Regions from separate parts of the Triticum aestivum genome. Here region 1 is linked to region 2. The links are chromatin contacts, called in public Hi-C maps. All regions are on one chromosome and are shown on one strand. Each heading gives the region's core, a stretch centred on a gene start, on an enhancer-like site or on the middle of the called end of the contact. The rest is flanking DNA. Distances are from core to core; before and after follow the strand shown.

Region 1 (4,769 bases), core at 2,157-4,656, 970 kb after region 2:
AGATTTTAATCAAATTCTTCCAACGTCGCATGCTAGCATGACGTTGAATTTCTTTGTGTTCTTTCCCCCATCAGTGAGCCCAACAATGGGTGACATCATTATGATGCTGACTCGTTGTTACTGGTCTGGCCAAGCAATGGCTCCCTGCAGGCGACCGTGTGTGCTAAGAGTTGGGCTCCTATTTGACGAATTTTGTCTCAAATAGTCTCGAGGCGCATATACGGGCCCCTGACTGGGCAAGCCAAATGGTGTCCGCTGTAGTGCGCGCAGGTTTGCCCGTACTGTAGCGCAGTGATGCGATTTCAAGAATATGGAGTGTGACCTCGACAGGATTTGAACTAAGCACCTCCAGGTAGTTAAGGAGAGTACCTAACCAGCGAAAGTCCTACATCTATGAAAGGAACCTACGAAAATTGACCTACGTGATTACGTGTCCAACTCCCATCAATCTCTCCCCCTTGAATTTCAGGGTGGGCCTCCCTTCCCTCTAATCAAAACCTCCAGCTAATCCTATACATAACTCTTCTTAACTTTTATTCTTAGGTGTAGCAAAGCTCCCTAACCAGTGTACCTGCCATGACTTGGGGACCAATGAGGAGCGCACAAGCTCTATGTAAAAACACGGAATCTAGACAGTTTTTGAATTTTTTCAAACATTTCCTGGAAATTGTGAACAAATTTTTAAAAAGGGGGTAATATTTCAAAATTAGAAAAAAATGAACAACTAAAAAATTAAATTTCAAAAGCATGATTTTTGAAATTGTGAACTTTTTAACAGAAACAATTTTTGAAAATCCTAAACATTTTGCAAAACACAAACATTTTTTGAATTTTGAGAACAACATCTGATAGTGGGAACAGTTCTAAAATTTCTAAACAAAATTTCAAAAGCATGAACATTTTTTGAAACCGTCAAACATTTTCTGGAAACACGAACAATTTTTGAGTTTGTGGGATTTTTTAAACGAGGACTTTTTTAAACATTCTGAACACTTTTAAAAACATGATGTTTTTCAAATAATCAAAAATATTTTCCTTTATTAACAAAATTTGAAAACATGTTTTCTTTTAAATTTTGGAAACACAAAAAAATTTCAGAACCATGAGCATGTTTTGAAAAAACATGAATATTTTTTAATTTTGGAAAAATGATGTTTTTTTAGAAATTCGAAACAATTTTGAAAACGTGAATACTTTTTGAAAAAGAAAAATGAACTTAAAAAAGAGTGACAGAAAGGGAAAACAAAAAAACATAAACAAGGAAAAGAAAAGAAACCGAAACATAAAAACAAAAGTAAAGAAAAAGGAAACCGAAAAACAGTAAAAGAAAGAAAATTTTGGTTCAAGGGACCTTCTAGAACGTTTCCAAAACCATGGGGTAGTTCCCACGCTATCTATACTATGTACAAAAATGGTCAGGCCCAAACGCGTCGGTCGGCCACTTGCCTTGTGCGAAGTGTCGGCAGTTTGCCGTAATAAGCAACAAATAGGGAATTCAGGCGATTCTTATTTGAGACTCGTCAAAACATCATGGCTTCGCTGAAGCTCGGCCTCACGACGCCCATGTTTGGGCTGGCCCACGATAGCTTTGCTTTATTTTTTATTTTTTTTGTTTTATTGTCTTTTCTTTTGTGTTTCTTTTCCCCTGTATTATACAAAATTCATTACGTGTTACAAAAATGTTCATCGTATGTTAAGGAAATTTTCATGGTATATTAGAAGTTGTTCATCGAATATACAAATGTTCACTATGTTTTTGAAATTTGTTTAGTGCATATTAAACAATTGTTCAATGCGGATTCAAAAAATTTCAACGTATATTACAAAATGCGCAACACATATAGTGATATTTTTTAGAAGTTCATCATATAATGCAAAAAAGTTCTTCTTCTATTATTTAAAATTTCCATCAAGAAAGTTTTCAGCATATATTATAAAATGTTCAATGTGTATTTTTCAAAAAAAAATCAAAAGAAGTTTGATACTACTATCGCGTCTTGAATCTATCACTAGATCTCATCAGCTTGTTTGGTTAGTTACACTGGTTCTATGAGGGGTAGCTCGCGAGTTTGAGCTCTCGCTCGCACATGACTTTTTGGCGATTCTTTTACTCGTCTAGAGCTCATTGCCTCCAAATGGGCCGGCCCATTCGCCCCTGACTTTAGTAGAGGCACGACCATTTGTCGCTCGCGGGTGGGGGATCTCCTATTCTGCGTGCTGCGCGCTGGGAAAAGGTGCGGCGCGCACCCCTGGCTCCCCCATGCTCGAACTTGGGCCGCTTCAGGGTTTAGGACTTGAAAAAAATGTTCACCAATGCAAAAAGATGTTCATGAATTCAGAAAAATGTCCACTAAAATTCAAAAACTTAAACATTTTTGGTTTTGATGAAAAAAAACATTGAATTTTTTATTAAGATTTTTTAATTTAGATGAACATTTTTTGTATTTCGTGAACAAAATTTATATTCAGTGAATAATTTTTGAATTGGATGAACGGATTCTGAATTCATGAACTTTTTTGAATTCGATGAACATTTAAAAAATGATGAACATGTTTTAAATATGATAAACATTGTATGAAGTGGATGAACAAATTTTGAGTTTCAAAAAGTTTTCACACCTGATTTGAAAAATGTTCACGGATTTTAGAAGATGTTCGTGAATTTGGAAAGAAAAAATGAAAAATAAATGAAAAAACGAAAATTATAAGATAAATGAACAAATAGAAAGAACAAGGGAAAAAAACAAGTTTGGATGTTCTAGAACCTTCCCAGAAACGAAAGTGAGCTAGTTGGGCCGTGCATGTCATGGATGCAAAACGACACCTCTCGCCGAAGCAAGCCGTGCCTCTTGTAGAAGGAGAAAAAAAAACAAGTTTTTTTTTCGTTTCAGAGAGGCATGGCGTGTCTCTGGCGGAAGCAAAACCCTGCCTCTCGCAGAACAAAAAAAAACATGTTTTTTTTACATAATTTTGTTTCTAATTTTTTCAAAAGTTAAGAAAGACCGGTGAAAAATCAAAATGCCAAAAAACCCTAAAAAAACCAAAAACGCGTACGAAAAAGAAAACGGCAGGACGCCTAGAGCGTGACACGCGGCGGTGGCTGAGCGCGAGTGACGCGCTCTCAGCCTCCCTAGATGACCCTTGCAGGCTTCCGAATGAGCACTCGTTAGTTAGTGGCTCTCGCCAAATAGGGGCACCCGTCGTATAGGGCTCTTCTTGGACTTACTGTGTATAGGGCTTTTCTTTTTGAGAAAATATTCTGTTAGGGCTAGTTTGACATATTTGTCATTTGGGGGCCAAGACTAAGAACAATCCAAAGGCTCACAAGAAAGCCCGTGGGAAGCCCATCAAAGCCGACAAATGCCCAGCGCGGCGTGTATAAAAAAGGGAATTCGGAGGACGGAGCACCTCAAGCTCAAATCCCTTCCCCTCCTCGCGTGCCCCCCCTTATCCCCTTCACCATGGCCACCTCCGCCATGACACTCGCCATGGTCGCGGCCACGGACGCCTCCCTCTTCCACCCCACGTTCCCCGCCCAACACAAGCTCGCCCCGGCATCCGCCTCCCTCCCACTCATTTTCTCTCGCGCGCCGCTCCTCCGCTCCACCCGCCCCCGCGTCCCCCTTACGCCCCTCGTCGCCTCCTCCGACGCCGCCGAGGCGGGCCTCGACTGGGCCGACGCGGAGGAAGCCGAAGAGACGGTGACGGAGGAGGAGCCCGCGGTGGCGGCCTCCGGTGGGGACGCGGGGTACGCAGCCGAGCCGCCCGAGGAGGCCAAGGTGTACGTCGGGAACCTGCCGTATGATGTCGACAGCGAGCGGCTCGCTCAGCTCTTCGACCAGGCCGGCGTCGTCGAGGTCGCCGAGGTGAGCCTACCACTGCAACACCTAAAATAATTACCGCTAAAATTAATAACAGCAACGCGTAAGTACGATTTCCCCCGTTAATACCATTTTGGTACCTGCACAAGTTCGGGACTGTTTGTGTAATCCGATGTTAATTTGAGTGGTAAGCATATCACTGAGTATCAAAATACTCTGCAATTTTAGGGTAGCTTCCACTGTTAATTTTAGGGTAGCTTCCTAGTTGCAAGAAACGACTTGTTTTCTGTTTCCCTGTTGGCGTGAGTCCTGTTTTTTTTTCATTCATGTTCTTCTGTTGTCTATTGTCGAACCTTGTAGTAATTGCATTATTTATATAGGCTTGAGAATTGTAGTGTCTGATATTATTTGTATAAATGGGTGTGCAGTGCTCGATTGATTTTCTTATTTTGACCTTGCTTTGTTCAACTCCAGGTCATTTACAACAGAGAGTCAGGCCAGAGCCGTGGATTTGGATTTGTTACCATGAGTACTATTGAGGAAGCTGACAAAGCCATCGAGACGTTCAATCGCTACGTGAGTGCATATCAATCTTCTCATTGCTTTTTAGTTCTTTGAATTGTTTAGAGTTCACAGATAATCAAATTTTATTTCATACTCCAACTTGAACATATGAAATTGTTTAGAGTATTTTTCATCACTTGCCTGTCTTCAAGTTATTTATATATGGTGCCATTACACAAGAAATTGGATGTTATCACCTTGAGACGACTTGAACGTACCACTTGATAAAAACGGATTATTATCACCTTGACGGGGTTGTATTCCTTATCCCGTTTCTTAGATCGCACATCATGTTTGATGAACAACTAAGGGCAGTACACCTGAAAATAGTACAACATGATGTATAAGTTGCACATTGTGCTGAGTAGCTGGCTGATTACCTTC
Region 2 (4,549 bases), core at 1,365-3,864:
TAAGTTTACTAATGCCAAAAGAGTCTATTAGCAGCCTGTTGCTAACTATTACAACAGAGGAGAAATTACAAAAAAAGGAGTAAACAGTACGAAAATTTACAGGTTTACAACAATTATTATAGTTAGCAGCCTCTTGCTAGATGATAAATAAAAGAAGCTTTTTCAGTAAGTGTATAAAGTACTGCAACCATCATAGAATATTCAGCAGAAACAATAAACATTGGCAGGGAAGGTAAATAAGTCTTCTCAGGCTAGCCAAAAATCCTAATTGTGGAATGTATTCGTGTGTTATGTCTTCTCAGGCTAGCCAAAAATCCTAATTGTGGAATGTATTCGTGTGTTGGTGTGAAATGTATCCATATGATTGCATACCATGTGCCTTAGCAACTTATTAATGCAGGTACTGAGAGAGAATACAGAAAGAAAGTACAAACCTAAGCTACACGATGGAGCCAAAAGGCATACAGGAGGCTTACCTGAACACCAGCAGGTGGGTCATGGTAACCAGTAAGAAGAGCAAACACGTAGTTCTGGCCATCGTGCCTTGCCTGAGCTCATATGAATCAAACACAGTAAGTTAAAAGTTTGGGATGAAAGATTACACCACTGCAATGCAAAGAGATGGGCAATTGTTACCTTCGTGATAAGGCTGAGATCTGGGGGATATGCCCCACCATTTGCAAATCGGGCTGCTTGTTCATTTGGATAAGGCTGCGGGAAGCGATCACTCAGCTTGCCAGGACGTGTGAACATTTCACCCTCATCATTAGGACCATCAACCACTTCAATTTCAGCAGCCATTGCCTTAGTTTCCTCCTCAGTATAGGCCACCCCAACCAAATCACGGTATGAAATCAATGACATGGAGTGACAAGATGCACACACTTGCTGGTAAACTTGATGTCCACGGCGGATTCTGCTCATAGATTTTATTTGTATAAGGCGTTACAGTTCAAAATGAATGCCCCAACTTTTTTTCACTATCTTACTGGGAAAATACATTAGGACAGCCGATATTTTGTTCATAATATTAATCTTAATGTGACACACTAAACACATAGCTACATCTACAAAATAAAAGAAGCACAAATGGGCGACTTACGATGCATGATCATATGAGCTAAGGATGCCAGCATGCGGCCAGGGGTACTCTGCAGCCGCCAAACCGTGCTCAGCTTCATCTGCAGATGCTATCGTACCAAAACTTAAAAGACCAGAAGCACCAACTCCAAGAAGAGCCAATGCTCTCAGTCCAGCAGAGGACTCTTCATGCTTTCCCCGAAATGAAGAAAGCAGAGATGAGCCCTGGAAAAAATATTATAATGTTAGAACGAGCAGTCGTAGCGCGTAAATAGTAGTATTAAGTATTAACTAGATGATGGCTTGACCCAACCGAAAGTCCGGCATTGAGAACTATCCATTCTACTTTACACGAAAAGGTAATCCTGCCAAACGTTTAACCCTCACCCAAAAAAAACATGCAGCATTTGAGCAATAACTGGTTTCTCTACAGAAAAAAACAAAATACAGACTAAGCATGCCAAGGATTTATTCCCAGCATATGGAACAGTAATGTGATAACTTCAGTACAACCGTGGAAACTAATAAAACAAACAATAACGGGGCTAGATACTGGACTAGTTTTCCAATAGAATGCATACCAAAGCGGGAGTTCTGAGAAAGCACTTACAGAAGACTGGCTCTGAAGAGTTTTCCTCAGAAGCTGGTTAATGCCCCTGCCGGCAGCCATTCAGGGCTCTGCGTCAAAGATTACAAGCTGTGTTATAGAAACAAGTTGGACTCGTGTGATATCACAAAAGCAACAGACAATAGATGCAAACTTGCCAGCGATAAATTGAATAATTGTGATTGCATTTACATTATCCAAGCCATCATATTGGAGAGGATTGGAAGAAAATCGTGGCACAAAGTACAAACCCAATAATCACAAGGATATGTTGCAACGTCAAGCCCAAATCTCGAAATAAAATTCTGGGCAGTTACTTCAGATTAGAAACTAACAAATCTCAACAGATATTAGATCATACACTGGACCAGGCTTGGCAGTAAAGTATGATGATCTCCACACGAAATGAACGGGGGGAAAACAGGACTGTAACGACCCTAAATGGATCAGATTCACCGAAGTGTGGCGGGTGCCAATTCCATATCTACAGTTCGCAAGCAGTAACACCAATCCCCTGGGAGATCTAAACCGAGACGCGCTATTGGTAACGGTACGACTACGGCGCGACAGCCCGAATGTATCAGATTCGCAGAGGAAACGCCGCGATCTATCTACGCGCTCGATTACCACTCACCCCCGAGACGTTGACCGGATCGCCCGTGCGCAACCGCGCGACGACCGGAGCAGATCACCAGATCGGGCTAATATATTGCTGAAACGGGAGGGACGGGTAGAAAGCAGTGAAGGGCATAGCACAGTTACCGATTGGTAGCGGGCTTGACACGGCGAGGCGGGGCTCCGACGAGCGGCGGCGCGGGGGGTGGGGAGCGTGTGGGAGGGAGGTGGATGGAGGCGCAGGCTTTGTGGCGATGTGAGGGACGCGATGAGAGTGAGGAGGCTTTGGGGGGCATGACGCTGACACGCGGGCCCCGAGGATCTCGTATGGGCCGTTTGCCTCGGGTAGTCAGGTTGAGCCGAACCTGGCCATCTGGGCGGGCCGTGCCGTCCCGGCCCAAAGGCCTGAGGTCGCGGATCGGTCCCGCACATTGTGTGTTGAAAAGAGCGAAAAGGGGCATTTCTAACGCTACCGGGCGGAGTAAAGTTAGCCAAGTACTCCCTCCGTCCGAAAATACATGTCATTAAAATGGACAAAAAAAGATGTATCTAAAACTAAAATACATCTAAATACATTCCTTTTTATTCATTCTGGTGATAAATATTTTCGGACGGAGGGAGTAAATTTTTACTTCACCAACGACGCACCTAGCCGATCTTCTATAGATAGATTTGGGGTCATAGCTACATGAACTTCAAGCACTATACAATATATATTTTAAAAACATTCAAATTAAAACATGTACATAACATGAAGTTTCATCATCGAGTTTTTAAATTAAAACATGCAAAGTTCCCAAAACACATCGCTTCAAACACAATGATTGATCCAAAATCACCACAAACATAATATGTATATGTTGTGGATTGAGCCAACCAATGGCATGCACCACCGTCCCCTCGGTCACCACCACTCAAACGAGTTCGTCGGCGAAGAAATTAACGCCACCATCCTCTCGGCCACCATCAACACCACCTCGGCCACTACATCACCGCCATCACCCCCTCGGCCATCAAAATAAATCAACACCACCACCTCGGCCACCACGATCACCACCATAACCGCCACCACCCCCTCAACTTAATGGCTTTAAAGAAAACGCTGCCAGGGAGACAACCCGAAAGTTTTAGAGAGTCATTTTAGTCTGTTGTGTGCTTTTATAAAGTTTAAAAACAAAAAGTATAGAGGAGAATCTAAAACTTTTTCAAAAAGAAAAGTGAAAGTGAGAGAGACGAGCATTGTTAATGTGGGAGCTAGCCTTGAACTTTGTTCATGCCCATGAAAACTTTGTGAACCTTGATTACATTAAAAAATTAAAAAAATATCCCTTTGTACAAATCCGTTGTATTATAAAAATAATGTGCCAAGATTTGCCTTTAGGATGATTAGATTGCTTGTTTGGTATGTGCGGTGCAAAAACAGAAACTTTGGCTGTAGTCCGTGAATTTACATTTTTTGTGGAACGTCAAAAGTTTCTGAAATTTTTACACAGTACTGTTGTGCAAATATTTCATTTTTCCTAATTTTTCAGAATTTTTAGTATGGGCAAAGTCTAAATTACTACAGACTGTCCTGTTTTTGGCAGATTCTGATGCATTCTTTTGCTTGTTTTGATGGAACTATGGAGTGTATTGATGGTATAAGCCATGGAGAAGTTATAATATCGTATTTTTAATGCAAAAATAAAATATGAATGGGTTTGCAACAATACTTAAAGTAGTGATTTGCCTTATTATACTAACGAATCTCGTGAAGGTTTTTGTTAAGTTTTGTGTGGATGAAGTGTCGAGGATCGAGGACGTCTTGATATGAGGAGAAGGAGGAGAGACAAGAGTTCAAGCTTGGGGATGATCAAGGAACTCCAAGTAAATATTCAAGGAGACTCAAGCGTATAGGCTTGGGATGCCCCGGAAGGCATCCCATCTTTCTTCAACAAGTACCGGTATGTTTTGGTTTTTGTTTTGCTCACGTGATATGTGTAAATCTTGGAGCGTCGTGTGCTTTTTATTTTTATTTTAATAATGCAGCATGTTGGTATGAGATAGTCCTTAGTTGATTTATAGAATGCTCTATGCACTTCACTTATATCTTTTGAGTATGACTTTATAGAATACTTCATGTGCTTCACTTATATCATTTGAAGTTTTGGATTGCCTATTTCTCTACATATAGAAAACCACTATTTGTAGAATGCTCTTTTGCTTCACTTATATTTATTAGAGCATGGTCTTTTGTAGAAAAATTAT

Evidence for each region. A called contact is a pair of places that touch in the nucleus more often than the background predicts.
Region 1: a Hi-C map of leaf shows a contact between it and region 2, with 6 times the contacts expected there. The contact joins the promoter of LOC123163796 here to the promoter of LOC123164546 in region 2. A contact is called at or near these places in 2 of 5 Hi-C or Micro-C datasets (both in leaf).

Annotation. Positions count from the first base shown.
Region 1 is chr7D:269,832,128-269,836,896 of IWGSC CS RefSeq v2.1, forward strand. It overlaps LOC123163796 (28 kDa ribonucleoprotein, chloroplastic), which reads left to right and starts at 3,407. Exons shown (of 4, transcript XM_044581180.1): 1 at 3,407-3,866; 2 at 4,296-4,397. The coding sequence starts at 3,462.
Region 2 is chr7D:268,863,228-268,867,776 of IWGSC CS RefSeq v2.1, forward strand. LOC123164546 (cytochrome c1-2, heme protein, mitochondrial) reads right to left here and starts at 2,615. Exons shown (of 8, transcript XM_044582066.1): 1 at 2,450-2,615; 2 at 1,691-1,758; 3 at 1,103-1,305; 4 at 637-916; 5 at 477-548. The coding sequence starts at 1,750.